Regions from separate parts of the Hordeum vulgare genome. Here all the other regions are linked to region 1. The links are chromatin contacts, called in public Hi-C maps. All regions are on one chromosome and are shown on one strand. Each heading gives the region's core, a stretch centred on a gene start, on an enhancer-like site or on the middle of the called end of the contact. The rest is flanking DNA. Distances are from core to core; before and after follow the strand shown. Region 1 holds the start of LOC123426556 (recQ-mediated genome instability protein 1). Region 2 has its middle 17 kb from the start of LOC123430216. Region 3 holds the start of LOC123426560 (ACT domain-containing protein ACR6-like). Region 4 holds the start of LOC123426554 (probable metal-nicotianamine transporter YSL6).

What was found. Hi-C and Micro-C count contacts between places; a contact is called where the count stands out from the background.
Region 2: a contact with region 1 is called in a Hi-C map of leaf, with 2.7 times the contacts expected there. The contact joins the enhancer-like site here to the promoter of LOC123426556 in region 1. A contact is called at or near these places in 3 of 6 Hi-C or Micro-C datasets (leaf and seedling) and 1 of 1 datasets of contacts at active chromatin or transcription factors (embryo).
Region 3: a contact with region 1 is called in a Hi-C map of leaf, with 2.0 times the contacts expected there. The contact joins the promoter of LOC123426560 here to the promoter of LOC123426556 in region 1. A contact is called at or near these places in 2 of 6 Hi-C or Micro-C datasets (leaf and seedling).
Region 4: a Hi-C map of seedling shows a contact between it and region 1, with 3 times the contacts expected there. The contact joins the promoter of LOC123426554 here to the promoter of LOC123426556 in region 1. A contact is called at or near these places in 3 of 6 Hi-C or Micro-C datasets (leaf and seedling) and 1 of 1 datasets of contacts at active chromatin or transcription factors (embryo).

What each region holds. Positions count from the first base shown.
Region 1 is chr2H:437,068,021-437,071,333 of MorexV3_pseudomolecules_assembly, forward strand. LOC123426556 (recQ-mediated genome instability protein 1) reads right to left here and starts at 1,521. Exons shown (of 9, transcript XM_045110415.1): 1 at 415-1,521. The coding sequence starts at 1,440.
Region 2 is chr2H:437,743,524-437,746,836 of MorexV3_pseudomolecules_assembly, forward strand. It overlaps the pseudogene LOC123426561. Among protein-coding and RNA genes, the nearest start is that of LOC123430216, 17 kb to the right of the region's middle. Within about 2 kb of position 1,583, at least 2 of the 3 cell types and tissues checked have open chromatin away from gene starts, as enhancers often do. A contact at or near this core is called in leaf, where this site is marked.
Region 3 is chr2H:437,642,354-437,645,666 of MorexV3_pseudomolecules_assembly, forward strand. It overlaps LOC123426560 (ACT domain-containing protein ACR6-like), which reads left to right and starts at 1,832. Exons shown (of 4, transcript XM_045110419.1): 1 at 1,832-2,084; 2 at 2,364-2,524; 3 at 2,630-2,697; 4 at 2,791-3,313. The coding sequence starts at 2,023.
Region 4 is chr2H:436,509,330-436,512,642 of MorexV3_pseudomolecules_assembly, forward strand. LOC123426554 (probable metal-nicotianamine transporter YSL6) reads left to right here and starts at 1,572. Exons shown (of 7, transcript XM_045110412.1): 1 at 1,572-2,045; 2 at 2,579-2,751; 3 at 2,865-2,962. The coding sequence starts at 1,697.

The DNA.
Region 1 (3,313 bases), core at 271-2,770:
AACCTGCACTTTACTAGTACAGCAATCTCAACAATATTCACCATTCCATGTGCCAGCAAATCACCTTCATGCGTCAAGAAATTGTGCCTTTGTGGCGCACTCACTAAGTTCTGACTAAGGAATTTTGCCTTTGTGGCGCACTCACTAAGTTGAAGTAAAGCAAGTAAACTAAAGGTTTAGGTTCCAGCATAAACACCTTATTTCAGATGGATCTCGAATTAGAAGCTCAGATATGGAGGCAAATTACAGACATTACCATCACCAACCTGAAGTATCCACCAGAGCAAAACCATGCTATACATTGCATAACTATGCTGCACCAGGAGGGGCACCAAAGCAGTGTACTGATATCCACAACTCAAAAGGAAAATCATAACCAATCATTCACATGCTGAATTATAAGGGGACTACAACCTGTAGCACAAATGGTCCATCGAGGGTGGCGGCTTCCATGCACCCGACGCCCTCCGGAAGCACACCAGCGCCGCATTCGTTCATGTCGGCAAAGAGGAACTGCTCAAAACACTGTCTAGCCTGCACTTCAGTGCCGCCATGACCGTTGAACCCAGACAACCCGGCAGCACACTGTTGAAGCCACTCTGGCCGCACACGCAGCCCGAGTCGCCGCAGGAACGCATCCACCGGACGCAGCTGCGCGCTCAGTGCGGACGGTGGGGTCGAGGACGTGAGCGGGGTCGTGGTTGGGGTCCAGGCAGGGGGAGGGGTTGGAGTTGGGGTTCGAGGCCGAGGAGCAGACGCAGCAGCAGGTGATGGGGTTGGCGTTGGGGTTCGGGCAGGAGGAGCTGATGCGGCAGCCGGCGGTGGAGTTGGGGTTGGGGTTCGGGACATAGGATTGGGTGCGGCAATGGGCGGTGGAGTTGGGGTTGGGGTACGGGCAGTTGTGTGTGCGGCAGCCGGCGATGGGATTGGGGTTCGGGTTCGGGCCGGAGGAGTGGGTGCGGCAGCCGGCGGTGGAACTGGGGTTCGTGTTCCGGACGGAGGAGTGGATGCGGGAGGCGGGGTTGGTGTTGGGGTTCGGAACAAAGGAACGGCGGGAGCAGGAGCGGGAGGTGGACATGGAGTTTGGGGCGGAGGATGTTGAGGTGGAGCGGGAGGTGGTGGGGAGAGGTCATCGGCGACGTCGGTGAACATGGAATCCCCATCAGAGTCCTGCATCTCGTCGGGGGCGTCGCCGAAGGCGGGGTCCTCGTCGGGGTCCTGGATCTCATCGACCTCCTCCTCGTCATCGGAGATCTCGACGGGAGGGGAGGGGGGAGGAGAGGACGGGAATGTGTAGGGGGCTGGGAAGAGGCTGGGGTTTTGAGACGAGGGCCGTCGAACGATTCCGCCGCCAGTAGAAACGGAGGCGGAGGCGGAGGCAGGAGTGGCCGCGGCGTCTTCCTCGTCGGAGTCAGTGATGATTAGGCTGCGGCGCCCCATTATTGAACAAATTTTGGGGGCGGTTTGGTCGGAGGAACGGAGCGGGGGGGGAAGGTTTTGGGGGCGGTTTCTCCTAGCGAAAATTCGGAGGCGGGTGCCACCGTTCCAGGCTTCCAGGTTCCACCGTTCCAGCGCGGGAGGATCCAGCAAAAAGCCTTGAGAAATAGCCTTTTTTGTGTGTGTGGCAAGGCCTTGAGAAACGCACAGAGCGACTGTCATGCGCCGCCGGCCCATTTTTAGCAGATCGTGAATCCTGGTTTCGGGAACCTTCGGAAGTTCCCACTTCCCAGTTCGGTTCACTCAGGCCTTGTTTCGTACTCCCTCCCTTTCAAAATTTTTATCTTAGATTTGTCTACAAATGGATGTATCTAAATACTAAAATGTGACTAGATACATTCATATCTACACAAATGTAAGACAAGAATTTTGGGACGGAGGAAGTACTAAAGTTTTTAAGAAGATTGACGGGATAGTGTATAGTGTTTCATGGTTCGGAAGTTCCCACTTCCCAGTCCAATCCCTTCAAATCGACATTTATCCTCAATTCACTAGATAGGGATAGTGTATTGTGTATTAAAAAAATCACTAGAATTTGGGGATTTGTAGAAAAATGTGGGGATGAAACATGACAAATACACTAGAATCAAATGGTGTTATGGGATATGTGGGGATTTAGGAGTTTGATCGGGATAATCCTCACTAATTCCCTAAAATACACTAGTACCAAACAAGGCCTTACGGTTTTTTATTTTCTGGTTGTTAAATTTCCGTGTTTCTGCGGGTTTTTAATTTTTTTCTATTTTCTGTTTTTTATTTTTCTTTTTTCTTTTATTTTGTTCCAAAATATAACAAAATTAAAAACAATACTTAAAAAATGTTCGCTTATCTAAAAAATGTTTGAAGTTTAAAAAAAAAAGGTCCAAAATATGTTTCAAGTTTCAAAACTTTATTGTGTGTTAAAAAATGTTTAATCCAAAAAATTAAAATTTGTATCCATGCTTAAAAATTGAATATAGTTTTAAATTGTGTTTCCATTTTTCTCAAAAATGTTCGTGTTTCAGTTTTTAAAATATTGTTTGCAATTTTGAAAATTGTTCGCTTTTACCAAAGAAAACGCATTTGAAATTTGAAAACATGTTTTCAACTATGTCACTGCTTATAGTTTTTATGTTTCGACTGCGTATTAGTCACTAGAGCTAAGTGGTTCGAGTGGCTAGTCACGTGCGCTTGGAAGTGGGGGTATCATGTTTGATCCCATGCACACGTACAAATTTTTGAGAATTTTGAGTGTTCTCACTACAGTATTGATCGTTGTTGGGTCGGCCGAGCTGGGGGGTGCCAAGTGTGGCGCGCTTCTATTTGAGGCAAAACGCGTCAAATAAAGTCTCCCGTTCTCGCCATTGTTAAAGGAGTCCGGTATTAAGCGGTCCTTAGATTGTTTGTATGTTCTCATGGGCCGGACTCCCGGACCTATTCGATCATCATTAAAAGTATCGAAATCAAGATGGACTCTTCCGAAGACTTCGATACTTTGTACTCTAAACCCTATGGAAGTCGATTAAAAGTATTAAGAAGTCAATTACAATAGGGAAGTCGACTTTGTGTAATCCTAGCACCCTTCGTATCTATATAAACCAGGGAACCATAGTTCGTAGGACATATTAAGATCATTACGATTAGGATTTAGATCATAGCATCCGATCTCGAGATAGATCAACTTTGTACTCTGTACTACACCATCAATACCAACAAGAGCAGGATATAGGGTTTTACCTTCATCAAGAGGGCCCGAACCTGGGTAAAACATCTTCTCTTTCGTCTCTTGTTACCCATCGACCCAAGATCCACAATTTGGACCCCCAACTTGAGATCA
Region 2 (3,313 bases), core at 333-2,832, 680 kb after region 1:
TTATTACTATCAAGGCATAGAATATATGCTCGTAGTGAAACCAAATTAGGAATATGTGCCAATTTATATTTGCATGAGCATGATGAAAATTATCAATTTTAGTTTAGTTATATGATACTAAACAATGCATGGAGTAATTATCATGTATGAGTATTTTGATTGTCATGTTTATTTTAATATTGACAACACTAGCAAAAGGGCCCGTGCGTTGCAGCGTAAGAAAAAAAAATACCACATGCTTGGCACACGGCTGGAGGCATGGGAAGGGGATCTCATCAGATGATGAGTTCCTGCCGGAGGAGGGGATACGATGAGGGGAGAAAGGGTTAGGCGCCTCTATCTGGCCATAAGGAGTCGCCGTTGCCGCGCCATAACCTCGGAGTTCCCCGTGTGAGCCATGAAGGCCCGCCTCCACCTGCAAGTACTTCGCTCCGCCATGCCTTATCCGCGCGCCACCGCCGTTCTGCATCGAGCAGACGCATCATCCCCAGTCACTGTAGTTGTCGCGTTGATTTGATCGGAAGTTGTGCTCGAGCGCCGAAACGGGGGCAGCAAGCGGGCAGAGGTACGGCCGGGGAGGCGGGTGGGTTGAGATCGACAGCAGTGGTGGTTGAGGTCGGCCGCGGCGACGATTGGTGTGGCAGCGGCCTGGGCACAGGCCAGGGTGGACCAGGGTCGACGTGATGCGCTCGAGCGCCGCAATGGGGGCAGTGAGCGGGGAGAGGTACGGCCGTGGAGGCGGGTGGGTTGAGATCGGCAGCGGTGGCGGTTGAGGTCGGCCGCGGCGGCGAGTGGTGTGGCGACGGGCACAGGCCAGGGTGCCCCAGGGTCGACGGGAGGAGGCGATGCGTACGGGTATAATTTTTGCAGCGAATCATTTTTTCCTTTTGCGTTGCAGATGAATGATGGAGCGCGGGTTGAATAACAAAAAATACAGGGGCTTTTTTATAAAAATGCCGCGGTGGGTTTTTCGACGGAAGCAATAGCCGCTTTATTATTAGGTATAGATCTATTTAGCTTTGCCTTCAATTAAATTTTATGAACTTTGATCGACTTTATAGAAAAAGTTATTAACATGGTACAATGTTAAATCAGTACCATTAGATTTGTTATTGTAAATGTTCATGTTGTTTCTATAAACTTGATCAAACTCTTGTGGAAAAACTAATATGTAAAGTAAATAAAGACGGTGGGGGTATGTTCTGCGGCTTCACATTCATAATCACGCTCCACCTTCTGACTGGAGCTGCATTGATCGGCCAAAAAGGTCAGGTCAAGAGAAAACTGGCTAGGTCTCAATGCAAAGGGATATGTTCTTCATGTAGCTTTACTCATGAGCTTAGAAACTTTAATTCTGAAGCTCACAACCTCGTCGCAAATCTCTCTCTCTTGGTATTGGCCGCCATGTCTGTTTAGGCCATACTTCTGATCCTACGTTAGTTCCTGTATAAACATCATGGCTGGATGGATAAAGCTTTGCGAGAATGACTAAGAAAAAGGGAGTTCAGGTTCAGGTTGTGTAGTTCAGATTCAGCATACCAGCACATTGAGCACACTCTGTTCCAGAAATTCAGGTTTAGACATTCACACTGTTTCAGGACGGATTCGGGGTGTAACAAAAAAATAGTAAAAATCAATTGCACATATTACATAAACCTCATTCAAGGGTCCAACCACAATTGATTACGTTTTCCTGTGCGTCCTAATATACAGCTCACGTGTTGTTATTATTATTCAGCTCCTTCCACTAATCACCACCTTCATCGTGCATTATTACTCGGTGACATAATTCCTTCAGCTGACAGAAACACCGGACCTACCACCATCTATAGTCGTGCCTTGACCTGACTTGCTGCCGGTGCACTCTGCACATGAAAAGCAACATTATACAAATGTATCACATTTCACTATATCAGAACAAGAATTAATTGGCGATCTAAAATTGGCTCTCATTCTGGCTGAAACAAATAGAAACTACGACACTTTAGTGGGGAAAATGGGCATTAAAGTTTTCAGCTGAAACGAAATGGCACTCGTGCTCACCAGAGGAATCCCTTTCGCCGCTCTTTCGGCGAGGTAGGAGCAAGGCTCGAAGAAGCTGTCGTACCGCTTCGCCCACAGCTGCAACTTTTCGTGGATGTATTTTGCACCGATGGAATCTCCCCACAACATGACCCCTCCCCTGCAATATTTTACACCACAGGCAAGTAAGTAGTTGCTAGTAAATCTCTACAATAGGACCTGTAGGGTTCATAGTGAGAGGCACCTGTAAGGTGGGAATCCCATGCCAAAGATTGAGGCGATGTCAAGATCCGACGCCTTTACTGCAATGCCCTCATCAAGGACACGACACGCTTCGTTTATGACCGGGAAGAACACCATCTCAACTATGTCCTTGTCACTTAGCTTCATCAACTGACATGTTTATGCAGGAAGTTTTAGCACTAGAGCAACTTGTTTATTTTGCAAGAAAATACAACAGATATTAGCCAAAAATCAAAAGATGAACCAAACCAAACCTCAGCGTCTGGAGTGACTCCTGCCATGCTCCTAGATTTCTGAATATACGTCATAATTTCAGGATCAGGAGTTGCCTTCCTCTTATCCTCGTACTTGTAAAATACCTTCCGACTGCCTTCGCCTACATGAATGGTTGGTCAATCATGGTAACACATTTCAGAAACCAGTACAATGTACAAACATTAACTGCAAAAGAACAAATATGCATGATATACTGGTGTTGTTTGATAAATTTTACCTGCTCTTTTGTCCTCCATCATAATAGGGATTAGCATGGACTTGTAGACTCTGTCCAGAAAATTTTCAAGGTACTGCATACCAGTAGCCACAGCAACACCAAAACCAACAAGATCAGCAAGCCTGCATATATATACATAAAATAGTTAGCAGCTAGACTGAGTCCATCTGGCATCACTCAGAAACTATCATACAAAATGTTAAGAATGTCGTAGGAGCGTATATATATTCAGGAAAACGATACAGAATTGTTTATCTGACCTGAATGGACCCATGGGCATTCCAAATTTGGTACATGCACGATCAATCTTGTAAACATTCATAACATAATCAACAAGCAGGAGTGCTGACTGGGTGTAAGGAAAGAACATCCTGTTGACTGCGAAACCAGTGCAATTCCCAACCACTATTGGTGTCTTCTTGATCCTCTTCCCGACATCCAGCAAGTCAACAACAACCTGTGCTGAAGTGTGCTGGGTACGAACTATTTCCAGGAGTGGCATCACATGCGCAGGACTGCATACGTAGTGCAATCAATTAATGGATGTACATCCAG
Region 3 (3,313 bases), core at 582-3,081, 570 kb after region 1:
TTGTCATTGGTGTAGTTTGTCAGTTGTGGATCTAATCAATTTTTTTGCATTACGTATACATAGCTTTAGTTTTATCTGACTTTGCTATTTGTTTGATGTATTTTTAGTTACGTACATTGAATTTGTTCATGCGCATTCTAGCATTCTAACTATGCAGGAGGTCGGATGGACTCATTATGTTTGTATATGTTCTATTACGAGTCAATAAAATTAAATTAGCCCTTTATAGAAAAACAGAGCAGCTGCTAATATTGTTTACACTTCCGCAATTTCCGAATCACCCTCTAGAATGGTCCGTTCTCCTCGGTCGGAATAGGCAGTTCCTTCCTTTAGAACCGTACTTGAGAGTTTCCTACATCATACGGCTTAGAAATTGCTATCTTAATTTCCCCTATCTTAACTGAATTCGATTTATCAAAAATCGATCCAATTTGTAGGTCATGCTTAGCGACCGCTTCACCGAAAAGAAAAGATAAAAAAAAAAGAAATGTGGAAAGAAACACACGTTTTCTATAACAAGGGTATAGAAAAGAATCAACAATTTGGAATCTTATGACCACCAATTAATCACCTACCTATGATTGCGTAATTCTGTTTCACCGTCCGACATATATATCACATCTATACCTAATAATAAAGTGGCTATTGCTTCCGTCGAAAAACTCATCATAATAATTTTATAAAAAAGCCCCTGTAATTTTTGTTATTCAACCCGCGCTCCATCATTTATCTGCAACGCAAAAGGAAAAAACGATTCGCTGTAAAAATTATACACGTACGCATCCCCTCCTCCTGTCGACCCTGGGCCACCCTGGCCTGAGCCCAGGCCGTCGTCACACCACTCGCCGCCGCGGCCGACCTCAACCGCCATCGCTGTCGATTTCAACCCACCCGCCTCCGCGGCTGTACCTCTCCCCGCTCACTGCCCCTGTTGCGGCGCTGGAGCGCATCGCGTCGACCCTGGTCCACCTTCGCCTGTGCCCAGGCCCCTGCCACACCACTCGCCGCCGCGGCCGACCTCAACCACCACTGTTGTGGATCTCAACCCACCCGCCTCCGCGGCCGTACCTCTTGCCGCTTGCTGCCCCTGTTTCGGCGCTCGAGCACAGCTTCTGGATCAAATCAACGCGACAGCTACAGTGACTGGGGATGATGCGTCTGCTCGATGCAGAACGGCGGCGGCGCGTGGATAAGGCACGGCGGAGCGAAGTACTTGCAGGTGGAGGCGGACCTCCATGGCTCACACGGGGAACTCCGAGGTTATGGCGCGGCAACGGCGACTCCTTATGGCCAGATAGAGGCGCCTAACCCTTGCTTCCTCATCGTATCCCCTCCTCCGACACGAACTCATCATTTGGTGAGATCCCCTCCCCATGCCTCCAACCGTGTGCCAAGGACCGACAAGAAATTTTGTTTTGTGGTGATTTGTTTGCTGATGAATGAATGTATTGAATGTAAGATTGTATTGTTGTAGAGACAGAGAATGGAACACCACATTCAGTTTGTCATCTGATCCCACATTCTCTACCCAATAAGTGAAATAAGATAACAATCCATTGATCAATTCACGCAGCCTCTTTTCTTTGCTTTGCTTGTCCCGCTTAATTTCTCATCATGGTGAAATTAACAATGGACGGGTTGATTTCTCAACAAAATAGGATAGGACTGACTACATTAGTTAGTTAGCTTATTATTTTAATAAATTAAAATGATTTTAAAAAGATTAAAAGCGTGTGGTATTTTTTTCTTCCGCTGCAACGCACGGGCCTTTGCTAGTACTATCTATAATAGGCTCTACAAAATCCATCCGCATCAACCCGTTCATCCGTGCTCGTGGCCTCGCATAAAAGCCACCGGACACGCGAAGCTTTTCGGTTCTGTCCGGGCAAGCCCAGCACACCCTATCACAATTCACAAGCTCTCTCTCTCCCTCTCTCTGCTTCGACGACTCCTCTTCCTGCCACCTCTCTGCTTCGTGCCAAGTGAAGCTAAGCTGTTGATGCGAGTGAGGGTGTGCTCGCCATGGCTCTCACTGACGACCACGACGAGTACGCCAAGCTCGTCCGGGGGATGAACCCGCCGAGGTGAGCAACTCGATTAGCCGCCGTTGCTTTTTGTAAAGTTAGCTTGGTCTTTTGATTTCTTGGGTCCATTTCCATTTTTGTAGTTCTTGACCTGCACCAATTTTTGGTTCTGTTTTCCTGTTCTTGATGTGTTTTTCCTTCGTTAATTCTCATGCATATGCCTCGGTTCTCAAAGCACGGACCTTGGTTGTATCGAAATTGGGAATCCTCTGCTCCTCATTTCATCCTTTCTCAGCTCTGTTCTCATGATTTGGGGATTGGATCGATGTGTTGTTGCAGGGTTGTGATCGACAACGATGCCTCCGACGATGCAACCGTCATCCGGGTGGACAGCGTCAACAGCCACGGCACCCTCCTCGCCGTCGTCCAGGTCATCGCCGACCTCAACCTTGTCATCCGTAAGGCCTACTTCTCTTCCGACGGGAGCTGGTTCATGGACGGTGAGTGCGCCACACGGCCATCAAGAGCTCTAGCTCTAGCTCTCCGCCCAATTTCCACGGAGTCTAACAAATTTCGGTTGTTCGTTTTCCTTTTGTTGTCCGCAGTGTTCAATGTCACTGACCGTGACGGGAACAAGGTTCTTGACACGCCAACCATCTCCTACATCCAGAAGGTAATTCGCTGATCTTTCTTTTCTTTTTTGGTGCCGGATTGATTTTTAATTGTGTCGACAAGAGTTTTTGAGTATTGAGTTTGGTGTGTGCAGACGCTGGAAGCGGAGGATTGCTACTACCCGGAGGTGCGCAACACGGTGGGCATCGTGCCGTCGGAGGACTACACGTCGATCGAGCTCACGGGCACCGACCGCCCGGGCCTGCTGTCCGAGGTGTGCGCGGTGCTCGCCGGCATGCAGTGCGCGGTCCGGAGCGCCGAGCTCTGGACGCACAACACACGCGTCGCGGCCGTCGTTCAGGTCACGGACGCGGCCAAAGCCGCGGGTGGCGCCATCGAGGACGACGCCCGCATCGCCGACATCAGCCGGCGCCTCGACAACCTGCTGCGCGGGCAGAACGGCGTGCGAGCGGCGGCTGCGGCCAGCCTGACGCACAAGGAGCGCCGCCTCCACCAGATGATGTTCGAGGACAGGGACTACGGCGCCGCTGGACCGCCGGACCCACGGACGGAGGTCTCCGTGACGCACTGCGCCGAGCGCGGGTACACCGTCGTGGTCGTCCGGTGCAGGGACCGGCCCAAGCTGCTGTTCGACACCGTCTGCACCATCACCGACA
Region 4 (3,313 bases), core at 322-2,821, 560 kb before region 1:
GAACTGTGTGGCCACGGTTAACTAGATGGGCCGTTCCGAGGCAAAAAAGTACTTCCTTCGTTTTTAAATATAAGTTTTTTTAAAGGTTTCACTATAGAACTATATACGAATATATTTAGACCCTATATACGAATATATTTAGACATACTTTAGAGTATAAATTCACTCATTTTGTTTTGTATGTAGTCTCTTAGTGAAATCTCTTAAAGACTTACATGTATTTAGGAACGGAGGGAGTATTACTACTTCTACAGTTGAGTAGTTATTACTCCGTATTATATACGGAAGTACACCCACAGAAATAAATAAATAAATATAAAAGCCAGGGAGGCGAGACCCACCAGACAGCGAGCGGCCGGCCAACGCCACCCGCATGTTACGGGGACGGAAGTGAATGCGTACGCCTTCGCACCACCCGGAAGCCGGAAGCGGACCACACGCCACCGCACCGGATCCCGGTCCCCAACACCAGACGCGAAACTACCACGGCTCCTTCTCCCTCTGCACCATGGGCCCAGCAGTCTCACAGACGTGTGCGACCTGAACCAGCACGGGGCACCCGTTCTCACCGTCCCAGAAGATCTCCAGGTCCCCCGAGTTCGAGCAAGATTCACGGCGCTCGTACCATATCCCGCTCCTTTCCTTTCGAGGACCATGACAGGCGGGCCCGCAGACCTTTCCCGTGGTGGGCTCAGCCAGCACGTTTGGGCCCCACGTGGATCGTCGGCACGTCTCTCTCGCTCGGCCCCTGAATAAAGGGCAAAAGGGAGAATTCAACTCGGAGCTGACAGGCGGCCCCGCATCGGCATGGACCCTGCGGCTTGGGCCTGGTAGCTTAGGGCCTATAGTGCTACGGCCACCCGAGAACTAACGAAAAAGAAAAGGTCACGGTCTCCTGGCCCCACACGTCATGGTCTCCTACTAGTACTACCACTACCATACCTTGCTCCGAAACCACTTGTTAGAGCAAGTACAATAAGGTACAGTCAGCAGGCTGTAAGGATTAAAATACTACTTCCTCCGTCTCGGTGTATAGGTCATCTTAGGTTGTGCACCGTGATCAAGATGGAGAGGAAAACAAGAAAATTAATGTTATTTTGCTAATTAATACCATTGCATGCAATGAACTGACCACTGCATGTCGTGTTAGTTATTCTCAAGTCATTAAAAATATACACGCCCCACGTCTCTTATTGGTTGATTCCTTTATTCATGTTAAAAAACAAAAAAACGAGATGAAAATTAATGCATCGTGCCTAAGTGTTTTGGGATTATTTGGTTTTCGTAAGATGACTTATAAACTGAAACGGAGGGAGTATATTTTTGCTGAGTTGGATGAGAGAGAAGGGAAGCGGGCTCTTCGTAAAGAGCCAGCTCTAACACGTGCTCCTAGGTGCTTTGCGAGAATAAAAGGTGGGTCATATAAGATAAAAGTAATACTCTTTTATAGTTAACTATTATATAAGGTAGTTATAAGATAGCTTATAGCCAGCAGTTGGCTATACTATTAACCATGCTCTTAGTTTAGCAGTAAATCGGGTCTTAAATACACCCCTCCCCGCCTCCTCACAGTCCTCACCTCCTCCCTCGTCGCCGTCGCCTCTCCTCCCCCCCCACACCAAACCAGCCATCAGCCGAATCCATAAGATCCGAGGAGGAACTCGTCGCCTCGACGCTACCGTCTGCGCTGCCGAAGATGGGATCGGAGGCGGACATGACCGGGCCCCTCCTCGCCGGCGGAAGCGGCGCCGCGCCGGCGGTGGAGGCGGAGGTGGTGCCGCCGTGGCGGGAGCAGCTCACGGTGCGGGGGATAGTGGTCAGCGCCATACTCGGGGTGCTCTTCTGCCTCATCACGCACAAGCTCAACCTCACGGTGGGGATCATCCCCTCGCTCAACGTCGCCGCGGGGCTGCTCGGATACTTCCTCGTGCGGACCTGGACGGCGGCGCTCGAGAGGTTCGGCATCGTCTCCAAGCCCTTCACCAAGCAGGAGAACACCGTCATCCAGACCTGCGTCGTCGCCTGCTACGGTCTCGCCTTCAGCGGTACGTCTTCTTCTCAACGTTACTTACTTAGATTGCTTTGCTTGTTAGGTGTGAAGATGCGATTCTGGCGTGTGATTTTGGGTTACTTGCTTACGTTTGGTTTGACCAGTCAACTAGAAGCCTTGCTGAATTGTGGAACTATGATTCTCATTTGTGCCAACTGCCTTAGGATATGCGAGATATCGGTTTCTTGTTTCAGAAGTTCAGGTATTGAGGAAATTGTTAGTAGCCTGAACTGCTGAATTTACGATGACTGTGGGGGGGTATCTATTTTGATGCAGGGAATGCCAAATTTGCATCGTGAATATCGGCTTATTTTGTTGCATTTGTACTTTTGGAGTCGGAGGATTGCCCAATGATAGTTTGCCCACTCACATTATGCCAGCTATTATGTATCTTGATGCATGGAATGTTAAATTTTACACCACAAGTATCTCATTTTTTTGTTGCGTTGGGAGGGGTTGCTATGATTGCTTGCAATTGCACCCTTGTCATTGAGCTCATAATATCAATTGATGTTTCTGTTGATGCAGGTGGCTTTGGGTCGTATATGCTTGCAATGGATCAGAAAACTTATGAGCTCATCGGGACTGATTATCCTGGTAACAGGGCGGTGGATGTTAAGAATCCTTCACTGAGTTGGATGATTGGATTCATGTTTGTTGTTAGCTTTCTTGGTCTATTTAGTCTTGTTGCACTGCGCAAGGTATTCACTCATCTTATGTTTATCTGATCACATTTTCTTTTTGATTAAGTGGGGTAACTTGGACGTGTCTAACATGAATCTTGTAAACTGATATCTTTTTTTGTTTTTGCTAGGTGATGGTAATTGATTACAAGCTGACCTATCCTAGTGGAACTGCTACAGCTATGTTGATAAATAGCTTTCACACTACTTCTGGAGCTGAACTTGCAGAGTAAGAAACATACATTTGCTTGTCAGTTTTATGCAAAAATAAATTAGCTTGCAGGGATAGTTCAGCGTGCATTGTTTCTTTCTTGTTGAGTATGTTGTCCTTAAATTCCGTTTCTTCCCTGTGACACAATCATCAGATATTCATATGCATGTAACTGTTAACTGGAATGTAGTCTGCTGATGTAATAAATAGGGCTTTTGCATGAAACTATGTTGTAAAAACAACTGCAAAATTAATAATCTCAAAATAATAAAAGAGTTTCTATGTACCTATGGTAGTTTTACTGCTATATATCAGGTAATCCAAGTTTAGCATATACTTCCTATTGCTGCAAGTATTTTTGTTACCATC